Linked DNA regions of Gossypium arboreum: region 1 is linked to region 2. The links are chromatin contacts, called in public Hi-C maps. All regions are on one chromosome and are shown on one strand. The core of a region is the stretch at or near the end of the contact, and the rest is flanking DNA. Distances in the headings are between cores, read along the strand shown.

Evidence for each region. Hi-C and Micro-C count contacts between places; a contact is called where the count stands out from the background.
Region 1: a Hi-C map of leaf shows a contact between it and region 2, with 3 times the contacts expected there. The contact joins the promoter of LOC108466460 here to the enhancer-like site in region 2. A contact is called at or near these places in 2 of 5 Hi-C or Micro-C datasets (both in leaf).

What each region holds. Positions count from the first base shown.
Region 1 is chr2:5,023,138-5,026,270 of ASM2569848v2, forward strand. It overlaps LOC108466460 (probable trehalose-phosphate phosphatase J), which reads left to right and starts at 1,529. Exons shown (of 10, transcript XM_053023871.1): 1 at 1,529-1,829; 2 at 1,965-2,209; 3 at 2,298-2,438; 4 at 2,532-2,696; 5 at 2,789-2,947; 6 at 3,029-3,106. The coding sequence starts at 1,826.
Region 2 is chr2:4,953,514-4,956,484 of ASM2569848v2, forward strand. No RefSeq gene overlaps it. Among protein-coding and RNA genes, the nearest start is that of LOC108460675, 15 kb to the left of the region's middle. Within about 2 kb of position 1,683, at least 1 of the 2 cell types and tissues checked has an H3K27ac peak or open chromatin away from gene starts, as enhancers often do. A contact at or near this core is called in leaf, where this site is marked.

The DNA of each region.
Region 1 (3,133 bases), core at 279-2,778, 69 kb after region 2:
TAGAATTTGATGATAATTTGGTCAACAAATAAGGTTTAGGGATGGGACCAAACATGCCAAAGTACTGGCCTATAAATGAGGGTTAGGTTTATAGTAAATATATCAATTTTTACAAGTTACCCCCAATGAATTAACATATAATTGAATAAAAATTCATGTAAATTTAAAGCAAAATTTTCATAATCCTTTATAGAAAAAAAATTGAGGAAATTGACTTTTATCAACTTTGAAAGGGCAGAAATATATTTATCATTCAGTGTACTGTTTTCGCAGCTGGTTTTGCTTAACAGGGTGGGTTTTGTCTTTAAGTTGTTAGTTTTGCATTTGCATACAAGGGGCATTGAAATAGCAAATGCCCCTCCAATCATGTAATTTATATATATTTATAATCATACATCATAAATTTATTATATGTTTATAAAAAAACTTTGATGTCCCTTAAACAAAATTTTAAAATTTTCTCGATTTTAAATTTAATTATGACTTAATTACGGCATATTATAAGTTTAGGGATGATAATAAGGTGTCTTTCTTGAAATATTCATTTCTCGATCTCAATTCAACTTAAAATTAGATATTAATTTACTTAACTTGAAAAATTAAAGATATGCCTAATTTTAACCTGACTTGATATATCAAATCTTTTAAATTCTCAAATATTTTCATCACAATGAAAGAATATTTATTAAATTTTTATTAATTCTTTTCTAGGTATATTAGATTAAATATTAATATATATTTTTATGTACTTCATGTTTATTTTACGGTTTATGTTTAGGATTTGTTTTCAACTCTCCTTCTCAACATTGTCATCTTCAACGTTAAAATTTTTGTTTTCTCATAAAGAATGGAATCTGCCTCACCACTTTGCCCAATATTTATTTGTCATTATCATATATTTTAAACTAATATTATATAAAAGTATTTTGGTAATTATCATAGGATGAGAATAGATGAATTTTTTTTTAAACTCGATTCAATCTTAATTTGTCTAATCCCACCTTGAAGCTTAATTTCAAAAAAAAATGTTTAGCATTATCAAATCAAATCGAATCAAGTCGAAATAGATATAATATTTTTTTCAATCCCTAACACACTCTCTCTCCTACTCCCGAGGAAAAAAATGAAGAATTTTCACGGTAAAGCCCCATAATTTCAATTTTAACATTTCAAGACAAGTTGGTGGCTGGTGGATCCAAAATCCACCCAAATAGGATCCAATTAAAACAAAATTTGTAAAATACAGCTCCCATAATCCAGTGGGTCTAACATGTGACTTGGTTATCCACGTGTCAGAAACCCACATCATGTGTACATCCTAACCAATGTCTTCCACGTGGCTTGACCACTAGCAGCCAATTAAAAAAAAGCAGCTTAATTACCTTCCTCAAAAAAAACAAAACAAAAAAAAAACAGCTCTCTCCCAGTAATATGGGCCCCAAAATCAACAACTAGGATGGGTCCCACACTTTTGTAAGAGTTTCGTTGTCGTCCGTTTATGTCTGGTTTTTTTTTTTTTTGGCTTATAAAAACGAGCTTCAACTCCTCCATGTCTCACTCACATACATTCCCTTCACTCTTCCTCTCTTCCATATATTTTCCCTTCATTTCTTCCTTGTTTTTCACGAATCTTTGGGTTCTTCTTTTTTTGTTGTTTCAGTTCCTTAATCTTTGGGTTTCAAAGAAAAAAAAAGGAAAAAAAAAAACAGAGTACTCTGTAAATTCCTCTGGTTGGAATTTTGAACTCTCTCCTCTTACATTAACATTAACAACCAAACACTTGTTGGGTTTTGAGATTTTCTTTTAACTACCTTAATTTCCAAAAATGGGTAAGTTCTGGTTTTTTTTTTTTTTGTGGTTGGGAGTGGGAAAACAAAAAACAAAACCTGTGTGCTTCGGTTTTTAAGGCATCTTACCTTTACTAAAAATGTTTTAAATGTTGGGTTTGTTCTTATTTATTGCAGTGAGTTTCATTGAAGAAAGACCAAAGAACATCGCCGCCGGTCAAAACATGGTCTCTGATCCAAAATCAGCACAGAAACCACCGGCACCACCTGGTTTTATCTCCATTTCCAGAAAGAAATTGCTTCAAAACCTTGAAATCAATGCCGGAGCCAGAGTTAATTCATGGGTCGATTCCATGAGAGCTTCTTCTCCAACTCATATGAAATCAGCACCGTCCACTGCTGATGATCAAGGTTCCTGGAATGTAAGTTCAAATGGGTTTTCTTTTTCTTTTCTTTTTCCTTTCATAAAGATTCTGATTTTCTTTTTCCTTTTTGGATTAAATTGTTCAGCTAAACCATCCATCAGCACTAGATATGTTCGAACAGATAATCGATGCATCAAAAGGGAAACAAATCGTAATGTTTCTTGATTACGATGGCACTCTTTCACCAATCGTAGCCGATCCAGATCGGGCTTTCATGTCTAAGAAGGTTAGCTGTTTGTTAATATGACACAGTGACTACTTTCTCTGTGCTGTTTTTAAAATGGATTTCCCATGTTTTTTTTTTTTTTTTTAACACCAGATGAGAAAGACAGTGAGAAAGCTAGCCAAATGTTTCCCTACAGCTATAGTGAGTGGCAGATGCAGGGACAAGGTGTATAATTTTGTCAAATTAGCTGAGCTATACTATGCTGGAAGCCATGGCATGGACATTAAAGGCCCTGAAAAATGTTCCAAATCTAACAAAGTGAGTCAAGTCGTACACGTTATTGCATGAACCAATTGCGTTAAACTCGAAACCAACCACATTTTTTTGACCTGGCTTTGTTACTCTTACAGGATACTGAATCTGTTCTTTTCCAACCAGCTAGTGAATTTCTTCCCATGATTGATGAGGTTTATACACAGTTGGTTGAAACTACAAAATCAACACCAGGTGCTAAAGTGGAGAACAACAAGTTTTGTCTCTCAGTACACTTTCGTTGTGTTGATGAAAAGGTAATAAAAGAAAAACTGCAAATCACAAATCATCGAACTTTATTACCACAATCTGATTGTTTGCTGTGTTTTAAAATACAGAAATGGAGTGAATTGGCACAACAAGTGAAGTCTGTTTTAAAAGACTACCCCAAGCTTCGGCTAACTCAAGGCCGAAAGGTGAGCCATTTGGAGTTAACCGAGTAC
Region 2 (2,971 bases), core at 433-2,932:
CTATCTAAAGCATCTTATATAAGATGGGCAAAAAAAGTAGTGTGAATGGAATGGAAGTTGCATCCTCCCAAAGTTATTCAACAATTCCTTAAGATGATGAAGAAAAAGTTCTATTATAGCCAAAGTTTAATTAATGTTTCATTTCCCCACCTCTAAAGGTTTTAAGCCACGCGATTTTAAAGGATTCTTTAACAACTTTATGATAAGTTAAGTTTATAATTTCATATGACTTTATTAGGATGTAAAATTATCGATGAGAATCTTAAAATATAATTACGTTTGATTTAATTATATGATATTATTATCGATGCTGAGATTCAGTAATGTGGGGATGACCTCAACACCACATGTTTGTTGGTAATGTGACTATTCTTAATGACTTCGATCTATTTTCTGTAAAATCAATACAAAAATTCAAGAAATTAATATAATTTAATGAATTAATTTCTCTATTTTTCAATATATTTTTCAAGTAACAATTCAATCATATTTATTTACTTATTGTAAATAAGTTTTGTTTATTATTATTATTAGTTTGAAGAAACTCAACGTTTATTTTATTATATTATATTTTATAGATTACGTTATCTTTTTAATTAATTAGTATTAATGAATAAATATTTATTTGTTACATTAGCAATGGAGAGTTTTAACTCCATAAGTGGGTTAAGATTTTGTAATGTGTCTTTAAATTATATTTAAAATTTTTAAATTAAATTAATAAATAGTTTTTGGACGGATTTTAGTTGTATATTTTATGAGAGCTAAAATTGCAATTTCACAATTTTAATGGTTTATATTTTTATAATTTTTAAAGAACTAAATCAAAATTTTATCTTTTTTAGGGGGTCAAAATACAATTTCACTATGTACTAATTTAAAATTTTACAAAATTTATAAAGCAAAAACTAATTTTCCATTTTAAGGGGAATCGAGGCCGTTGCCAACCCTTCTCTAGCACTACCCTAAAGACATTGTGGCAAAATATCAACCCTGCTTATAGAATAGAAACTTTCCACCATCTTTGTATCAAATAATTACTGTTGGACTATGTTTAGATTGGGAGTGAAAGGAAAAAAAGGAAGGAAAGGAAAATCTTTTCTCTCTTTTTTTTCCTATGTTAATAAATTCATATTACTATAATTGCTTTTTCATTATTTAATTATACATTAGTTTAAAAATTTAACATTTTACATATTATTATTATTTTTAAAAATTTCCTTTATTTCCAAAGCTAAGTTTCACTCTCATCATAATTTAATAATTTTCTTTTTCTAATCTTTGTTTATAATTAAAAATAATTTAATAAAACGTATATTTAAATAATCTTATATTCCGTTAATCAAATATTAAAATATTATATTTTAATCCAATAAACCAGAATAACATAAATATATTAATTAATCTAAATAAAAGTAATCAAACATTCCCCATCAAAATACCTCTAAAGAATACTCAAACCAATTAAGAAAAGTGGGGCTAGTTTTTTTAACACCATGGATTGTAATGAATGCTTTTATCAAAATTCCACAAGTATCTAAAGTGAAGAGAGACCAAACATTACATGATACCCAAAAAGCAAAAAAAAAAAAAAAAAGGACCATGGAAATGATCTGTGGAATGATGTCCTGCAAAGGAAACAAAACAAAAGTGATGGGCTTTTTACATGTGATGCACAGCTAAATTTGTTGTGTTTGAAGTTGAAACCATCAACCAACCCAACCACCTATTTTGTCTTTACTATGTGGGAGTTGGTGTGGTTGGAGAAAATAAATTAGTTGGGTCACTTTTGCTATTACTAGGATTGTTCATTTTGCCAAGTAATTGGTTTGTGTTATAGATCAATGATTGGTTATGATACACATGTAACACTAATTCCTAATCATTATTATTTATTGAGGTGTTTTTATCTCCACATTTGTTTAAATATTTCAGGGTCAATTACACTCAACGTCATTAAATTATTAGTAAATTTATATTTTAGTCACTCAACTTAAAAAATTATAAAATAGTCATTGAACGATTTGAACATTAGACTATTAAAATCGTTGTTGTATGGCCTTCTTTGTCTGCACTGCCTACACCAGTCGAAAGCTCTCTTTCTCCTTCTATTTTATAATTTAATTTTTTTTTATGAAACAACTTTGAACATCACGAACCTGCGAACTAAGATCCAAATAGTTTTTTTCATCTGATCTTCGACATTGATAGTCAAGTTGACTTGGATCTAAGGTATGTTCTTCTACTTGTCGACCAGTATTGATCCAGTGTATTAATTGTCAAATCGTCTCTTGAAGCTTACTAGCCGGACTTTAGGAAAAGAAAAAAAAAGCTTAAAAACAGAGTGACTTAAATAAAAACTTTTGAACAGTTCAGTAACTTAAATGAAATCTTCAAATAGTTCAATGACCATTTTGTAATTTTTTGAAGTTGAATGACCAAAACATAAGCTTACTAATAATTTAGTGACCTTATGTGTAATTTATCCAATATTTTATACTTAAAAGTTGATGGAGTAAATATGTAAAAAGGAATTAGAATAAGTTAGTAACTATTAGAATTTTATTGCATAAAAAAAATGTTTTCTAATTGGTTATCGATACACGTAAGGACTCAATTCAAGATTAATGTCAACTAAAGAGTTAAGCATTTTACCTGTAATTCAATCGACAACTGGTATGTTGGTGCTTGTTTTTTGAATTTTGACTTGTTGTATAAGTGATGATAGTGAGCACATGCTTGAGGATGATGATGATTTTTTTTTTTTGATAGTTGTTCAAAAATTAAATTTAGATTTAACGATAAACGAATACTTGAATAAAGTTATTTGTGGCTTCACTTGTGATTCAATCAAAATATATTATGTCAGATGTTTCTATTTGGGTTTAAAATTATCAAATTCATTATAAGTGTGGACTTATGTTTTGGGCCAGCCCTGCTCTCCTCATTGTTTTCAAGTCATTGAAGTGTA